Regions from separate parts of the Pan troglodytes genome. Here region 1 is linked to region 2. The links are chromatin contacts, called in public Hi-C maps. All regions are on one chromosome and are shown on one strand. The core of a region is the stretch at or near the end of the contact, and the rest is flanking DNA. Distances in the headings are between cores, read along the strand shown.

Region 1 (4,128 bases), core at 682-3,181, 170 kb after region 2:
AAGAATGGGACTGCTTTCACTTTGTGGGCCCCATTTCACATCTTTTTACCTCCAAAGTATTTTGGAATTCTGAATTTTGTCTTGAAGGGCAGGATTTCTACCTCAGTGTCAAGAATAAATCTCAATAAGCAAATATCTGAATGACATGATGACTTTTATGTTAGTCTTACTGATCAAAGGACATTAAAATTATATATAGCCTTATTTTTTCTTTACCTGTTTCTCAAGCCTGTTCCATTGCCACAGCCTCCACCAACCAAAGTCTGCAAAGAAGGTAAAGCTGAACGGCTTAGCTGTTGCCGACTAGGGCCCCTCCTTCCACCGGGCATGTCCAGGAACCAGTCTGCTTCCAGTGCCACCTGTAGTTGCAACCCAGGTTAATGGTTGTCAACCAGTTTCAACTCTGAACGACAACAAAAACATTTAAATATCAGTAGACGATTTTTAAAGTAGGCAACAAAACAACGAGAAACACTGAGTAAGCAGGCCTTACAAAATAAGATTTTCAAACGAATGTTCCCAGTGTCTACTACTTACGTTATTCGAATTAAAGGACTACTCAGACTCTAATGGGTCAAAAGCCTAAGTTCTGATCTAAGCTCTGTTCAGCTTTAGGCAAGTGATGATTTGTGTCTTTTGCCAACTGATTTGTATCATCTGTAAGATATTATAATCAAATAGAAGTTTACAAGAAACATCACACCTTATACATTTCCAGCTAAATGTTTCACACTTAAACTACTTGAAATATAGAAGAATTGGCACTTTATAAAACGTTAGGTTTTGTTATCAAGGGATATGGCTTGTGAGCTCAGATGGTCACATATTATCTGACCTTATCCGGATAAGTTAACTTCTGAGTGTGTTCTTCTGAGTGTGTTTCTTCAAGGGGGGGGCGGGGGGGGAGTGTCCCCTGTTCTGCAGAGGTTGTCAGGACTGAGGAAGTGGAATGAAAGGGTACCAGTAGTTCTTTTAACAGTTTAAAAGTAAAACTGTTCGAGTGGTATCTCTATATGTTAGGGTTAAAATATTGAAAGAAACTCTTCAAGGGGATGCCCGCTCCAGAAAAGCTGGTGTAAAATCATATAGAAATTACTGAAACTGCAAGATTAAGAAGCAAGTAAAAGATAAAGATCCTCACTGGAAAAAAAAAAAAAAAGCTCTTTTCATCATTCTACGGCAAAAATCATGATTCTGTCAACATGGATACCAATGTTTCCTAAACAATACAACTAAAACCCAAGGATGACACTGGAAAAAACCCGTGTTTTCAAATGCTCCCTATTCCTAACAGCCTTCGGCTGTAAACTAACCCCAAGTCAAACAAAGCATTCAAACCGCTGGATGCAGGGGCTGCTGGTCCTTGCTCCATTAACAAGCAAAGGGAAAGAAAAGTGCAGGGAAAAAACCGGGACGGAAGAGGTGAGAGTATGCGGTGTGGTGGACTGCAGGAGACCACAAACTTCAACAGACTGGTCCCTAAGAGAAGTCGGCAGAAAGGTAGACAAAGCAGTCTCCGCCGCACACCCAAGAGGGCCGAGGCAGGTCCAGGACAGCCGGACCTTGGGGCAGCTCAGTAATACTCACGCATGGAAGAGTCCCAGCCGGTGGGGCGGGATCCCTAGAAAGCGGCGACAACTTTACAGACTGGACCCCAGGTAAGGGAACTCCCTCCCAGCGTTGGAACGCTGCAAACCAGCTGCTTGGACGCAGGCAGCCCCCGCCTAGAGAATCAAGAAAAGGTGTCCAGGCTTCGGGCTGCCAGACTCAGACCCAGACTCCGAGGCAGTTCCAGTGCCAGAGCTAAAGCTAGAGCCAGAGCCTGATACTTCAGCACCCATCCCTAGCCTCCATTACCGCGGAGCTGAGCAGACGTGGCAGCGCACGGCGATGACGTCAGCTACGCGACCGCGGTCTGCCCCAGCCGCGAGTGCGCCCCCGGAACCAGCCGGCACGACAAACCCTACCATTTGCACCTGCGCAGTGGGGCGCGCCTTCTCCTCTTAACTCGCGGTCCCGCCCCTTCCGGCCAGTGTTGGCCAAAGCATTTCCTCTTTCGGCCTCAGTCAGCTAGCGGCTACGAGGTGCGGGCACCATGCTACTGATCCTTCTTGCTGTCTCTTGGACTCCATGTAATAACCATGTACAAGTTATCACCGCCATTTTACAGATGAGTGTAGATTAGGAGGTGTCACCTAGGGTCACGTTACTGCTAAGTGAGGGAGCCCAAGTCATGAAGTCATGCGTCAGCATCCAACCCTGCGCTTATTGTTTGCTAAGAACTAGACAGATGCTGTGGTTACAAAGCGAATACCACAAAAGCTCAGAGTCTAGTGGAAGAGAGGCGACACTAAGAAAATACAGTAATTACCATTTGTTACAATATTAAAAGTATGTCCAAGGTCCAGAGATAGCATGTAACACTAATGAATTCTGTGGGATGGTGGTGATGTCAATATCAAGAAAAGCTTTGCAGAGAGCTTGGGGTTTCAGCCAAGACTCCACAAAGGCATAGGGGCTTTGTGGGAGAATGGCAGTCCTCCTGGAGAAGTGGCAGATAAAAAGGTAAAGATCTGTGAGCAACGTCATCTTGAGTTCAGGAATTGACAATAGTTTGGTATTAGAAGAAGAGTAAGAGTGTCAAGAGGAGCATTTGTGTAATCTTTCACTCCAGAGATTTTAATCTCCTTAATAGAAAGTTGTTTGTATTGATTGAATGATTAACCTTTATTAAGAATTTTGTTGTGTCAGGCACTGGATTAGTAGCTTTACACATTTCATTTAAATCTCACATTTTGATAGCTTCTACTATGGTTATTATTTTACAGAAGAAACTGAAGTTAAGAGAAGTTAAGTAGCTTGTTGAAAATAGCCTGCCTGGCCAGGCAGGGTGGCTCATGACTGTAATTCCAACACTGGGAGGCCAAGGCAGGAGGATCGCTTGAGCCCAAGAGTTTGAGACCACCCTGAGCAATATAGTGGAACCTTGTCTCTACGAAAAAAGTAAAAAAATAAATCGGGCATGGTGGCTCACACCTGTAGTCCCAGCTACTTGGGAGGCTGAGGTGGGAGGATCACTTGAGCCCTGGAGGTCAAGTTTGCAGTGAGCCGAGATTGTGCCACTGCACTCCAGCCTGGGCAACAGAGAGAGACCCTGTCTCAAAAATAATAATAATCATAATAGAAAAAAAAGAAAATAGCCTGGCTAATAAGAGCCAGAACCAGAATTTAGAGCCAGAATGACTGATATTGAAACCAGTAAAGTTGCTAATATTCCCAAATATTCCTAATGTCCTAATGTACCACAGAGCTGTCACTTAGGAATACACACAAGTCTCCAACTTAGGATGGTTTGACTCACAATTTTTCAACTTTATGATGGTGCAAAACCAACACTCATTCAGTAGAAACTGTACTTCCAGTACTCGTACAACCATTCTGTTTTTTTTTTCATTTTTAAATACAGTCATGTGTCCCATAATGATGTTTCAATGAAAGACCACATAAATGATGGTGAGCCCATGAGAGTATAATAAAACTGAAAAACTCCTATTGCCTAATGATGTAGCTGTCTTTATGTTGTAGTGCAATGTATCCTGGTGTACACAAACCTGCACTACCAGTTGTATAAAAGTATAGCACATACAATTATGTACAGTATAACATACTAAATAATGATAATAAATTACTTTGTTACTGGTTTATATATTTACTATACTATACATTTATTGTTATTTTAGATTGTACTCCTTCTACTTATTTTAAAAAAATGAAAGTTAACTGTGAAACAACCTCAGGCAGGTCTTTCAGAAGGTATTCCAGAAGAAGGCATTGTTATCATAGGAGATGGCAGTTCCATGTGTGTTCTTGCCCCTGAAGATCTTCCAGAGGGACAAGATGTGGAGGTGAAAGATGGTGATATTGATGATCCTGACCCTGCATAGGCCTGACCCAAACACACACGTGTGTGTTTGCATATTAGTTTTCAACAAAATAGTTTAAAAAGTAAAAAACAAAATAAAACATTTTAGAAATAGAAAAAAGCTTATAGAATAAAGATAGAAATAAAGAAAATAGGTCGGATGCAGTGGCTCATGCCTATAATCCCCGCACTTTGGGAGGCCAGGA
Region 2 (4,131 bases), core at 357-2,856:
GAAACATTAAAAGGAAGTTTTAAAATATTTAAAAAGGTAATTAACAGGGCTTGGCAATTTCTCCATTATTTGCACTCAGAAAAGGGGCTCTTTCAGCCTCTCTCTTTTGCTGACAAGATGATGAAATCCACCACGTAAGTCAGATGAAAGAATGAATGCAAAAGTCCTTGCTGAAGTAAACTGCTAAGCAAATGCTAATAGTGATCATTATAGTCCCATATGGAGCTGCTTCTCTATAAATAAAGGGAGGAACAAGCCATTGTACCAAATACCTTATCAGATACTCTCCAAGCAGTTTACAAAATGCTTAGAAATTGCTGCCCTAAAAGTAGGACTCGGGGAGCTATTGAAAGGTTTTCAGCAAGGCAGGCAGGCATATAACAACAGCAATCCTTCAAGATGACTCCTCAAGCTTTTAATACATAGGATGGAGGAAGTGGAGGAGATTGGACTCAACAAATCCCACTAGGAGTTACTTTAATAATTGAGGAGTGGATGGTCCTCATTGAGTGGGCCTGGAAAGGAATAAACCAAGCTGAGAGGCATGGTGAAGAGCTCATCGTCTGGGCGGGACTACCTTGCAGGTGGGAGAGGAAGGAGACAAATGAGTCTGTGGTTACTTGAAGACATTTCACCAAGATGACTGGGGCAAATGCTTCTCAGTGTCACTGAGAGATGGAAAATGAAAAACAGGAAAGACAATTCATAGAGGTTGGGCTGCAAACTCAAGTGGCAGCAGAGGCCAGGCAGGTGCAAAAGGGGGAAGACAGGCCGTGGGGTCTGCAAAACTGCAAGAGTCGTCTCTCTAAAGAGGGTGCCTCCAAGGGGCCTGCCACAACTCAGCATCAGCCGTCCTTGCCATATGGGAATGCACTTGTGGTGTAACTAGATCTTCCATTTTTTCAAGAGAAGCCAGAAATTCAGATCTTATGTGAAATCTCTTAACTTTTTAATGCTAGCTACTAATTTTAAAACGTGTTAAAGCATGGTGTCTGCCAGCCAAGTACATCTATGGGCCAGATCTGGCAGGCTGGCTATCAAGTTGTGACCTCTGACATAGAGAAAATGTCAAGGGTCAAAGTTCATAGACTGTTAAGGTGATACATAGAGAGACAGTGACTGTAAAGGGATTCAGTACCTAAAATGCTACGGATGCAGCTTTGCCAGCAATCTGAGCTGTATGACATATGCCCCTATCCTTCAAGCCTGTATATGGATTTGAATTTATACAGGAAGTTTCATCTAATCCTCAAATGGTTAAATCACAAGAATTTGAGTGCTTTCTGTGTGTTGAGTACACAGAAGTTAAAGAATTTAAAATCTAACTGGAGAAGAAAAAAACATGCCCTCTTGAAACAACTTGAAACAAATTATGAAAGAACCTGGGAGACTGCTTTCTTCACATTTCATGTGTCAGAGGCATCTTAAATCCTGGTTTGTCCCCCCCAAATCACTTCCATTTAGAAAACTTTGCAGTAGTGTGTGTGTGTGTGTGTGTGTGTGTGTGTATGTATGTGTCTTGAATATGTAACCAGAAATCTGATTTCCTGGGCAGTGGTTACAAAGCTGCAGCCTCTCTTTGCCCAGGGGTATCTTTACCCCAGCGTGGGAGGGGAGTGAGCTGAGGTGGGGGTGCACGAACGCTGCAGAGGAGGTTGGGATGGGAGTGGCCGGCGTGAAGCCACTGCCTGTCAGGTTTCTCCGCTGGAGTCCCCTGTTTGTCTCTGTCATTACTCTTTAAGTATTTGCGTAGCAGACAGGCGGGCACCGAAATAGAAAGTGTCAAAGATACGATGACAATGAGGATAAAACCAGGGCAGAGGGTTCTGAAAGTCCCAACCAGCACGGTCCCCGCAGAATGCCAGCGCACCTCCTCCCGCCACTTCAAAGAGCCGGCTCGGCGGGGCAGGAAGCGGCGGCTGCGGCTGCGGGTCCTGCGAGGAGAGCGCGATTTCCTCCGGGGCTGCCCAGTTATCTCTGGAGTCGCAGAACTGCTCTCGGGAGAACGCGTTCTCTACCCCAACCCCGTGCTCCTCAACCCACCCACCTACTTCCTCTAGCTCCACACACTCACAAGCACCGAGCTGCCAAAAATTTCCACCCTCCGCCCCCCTCCCTAGCTAACTTCCTTCCAGCATTTCCTGAGCTGGATGATCCTAGGATTTGTAAGACAGGAAAAAAAGGAAGGCGTGAGGGCGGGCAGCAGGGACAGGATGCTTGTTTTTCGCTCTACCAAAGTCGTCTGAAGGCGAGACAGCGGGCCCAGGGCGCAGGACCCACCGCAGCCCCCTGGGCAGTCTCCTCGCCCCGCGTCCGCGTCCTCTCCGGGGCACTTAGGAAGGCGGGGGGAGAGCTTGCCCTCCCTCCTAAGCGGAGGAGAAACACCCGAAGACACCGCAGGAGCCTGTGAAAGTCCCTAGGACTCCGAGTGAGGAAGTGACACTCCCAGGCGAGCCGGCCCGCGGCTGCCAGTCTGCACGGCCTCGGCACGGCGGCCCCGGAGCGGCGCAGGGTGGATCTCAGGCTCTGCCGGCCCGCGGCCCGCGGGGTCCATGCGCAGGGCCCCCAGCCCAAGTTCTTCCATCTTCCGATGCGGCCCCCCCGAGCCGCGGGGCAGCCGGTGATCTAGCCCGGGAGCCCATCTTACAGCGGTGCCAAGCAGAGGGGCGGCAGAGACGGAGGGGCAGCCTCTTTGGGACTAACTCATGAAGAACAAGGGTGCTAAGCAGAAGCTGAAACGAAAGGGAGCCGCCAGCGCGTTTGGCTGTGACCTGACGGAGTATCTGGAAAGCTCGGGACAGGATGGTAATGTGCCTTGGCCTTTCTCCCCCGCCCCCCCACCTTCTTTTTGTTTGAGGGAGAGACGGACTCTCTCGAGTTGTGTCAGAGTCGGTTCACAAGTTAATGTATTCCAGGCCTGTGCGCTCATTGCACTTTTTTTTTCTTTTTTTTTTTTAAAGAACACAAACGATTCTTAAGGTGCACAGCGCTGCTGTCCCGACGCGCAGAGGCTGCTGTGTCAGTCCTTCCGTTTGCCTCACACAAGCTGTTAATGGGTGGTACTGCCGCAAGTTTACCGGGCCACCTCAGGGGATGGGGGTGGAAGCTGCAGAGGTCCCAATCCTAAACTTGGCACGTTGGAAGGGAGGGAGGAGGGGTGGACATGTGGGATGGTGATCAGTGGTCTTCCCTGGGTACAAAATCATGACCGCCTTAGCTGTCCCTCCTGGGCTCTCCAATTTCGTCTGCTCACATCTTTTTTTATTAATGTGTTAGAAGGCAGTTGCGGGTGGGGGGTGGGGGAGGATCCTGGCTGGGGGAGTGGTTGCACAAACATTTCTGAATTTCTGAGCTGATGCCAAATATATAGTACCTCCACCCCCTTTCCACAACCCCCTCCCCGCCCTGCAAGACCTTTTCCCTCCTCTTGGCTTTCAGATTAACATTTGGTGTGTCAGACAAGAAGAGTGTTGTAAAAAGGTCAGAGGGCCTCGATTTTTAAATAGTTTAGGGTAAGTAGAGAAAAGGAAAACTTCTCTGTTTTCAAGGTCAGATGGGGGTAGGGGGGAGTTGGGGATGGGGGAATCCAGCGGAGACAATTTAAACATTTGTTGGGGAAGGGGGAAAGAAAACACCATCTAGATTACAATAACAGCGTTTGAGCTTAGAAGTGTTTAATCATAGGAAAGTTGGAAAATTGAGCATTAAATGACTCCTTTTGTAAGGTTGACTGGTTTTGCACTTACCCTTGACAAAAAGGCCTTGTCTTCAGAAGCTTCAGCGAGAGGAAAATAGCCTACTATATGGGCCATGTGTTTATACATAGATAGATACAACAAAGGGGAAAACTAAGGGCTGTGTAACCGTGCGGAATAATTCTGCCTCCAGGAAAATAATCTCAAAACCTATTTGATTAGTCCATATCGAATATGCATTTCAAAAACAGTGCAATGCTTTTGTTTCACTTCTGTGTTTTGGGAGACTCAGCACCACCTAGTAATTTGCAGTGGTGTGATATTCCTGTGGTATTCTAGAGTTCAGTCTGCTGTGTCATTAGGACAAATAGCTTAGGATTTTAGAGCTTGGAGAACCACAGGTTTCAAAACTGACTCTTTTGAAATTGATGCATAA

Evidence for each region. A called contact is a pair of places that touch in the nucleus more often than the background predicts.
Region 1: a contact with region 2 is called in a Hi-C map of stem cell-derived neural progenitor cells, with 4 times the contacts expected there. The contact joins the promoter of TMEM39A here to the promoter of ARHGAP31 in region 2. A contact is called at or near these places in 1 of 7 Hi-C or Micro-C datasets (stem cell-derived neural progenitor cells) and 1 of 1 datasets of contacts at active chromatin or transcription factors (stem cell-derived excitatory neurons).

Annotation. Positions count from the first base shown.
Region 1 is chr2:122,768,686-122,772,813 of NHGRI_mPanTro3-v2.0_pri, forward strand. It overlaps TMEM39A (transmembrane protein 39A), which reads right to left and starts at 1,932. Exons shown (of 10, transcript NM_001246435.1): 1 at 1,858-1,932; 2 at 1,588-1,724; 3 at 217-359. The coding sequence starts at 329.
Region 2 is chr2:122,594,369-122,598,499 of NHGRI_mPanTro3-v2.0_pri, forward strand. ARHGAP31 (Rho GTPase activating protein 31) reads left to right here and starts at 1,607. Exons shown (of 12, transcript XM_001162142.7): 1 at 1,607-2,805. The coding sequence starts at 2,706.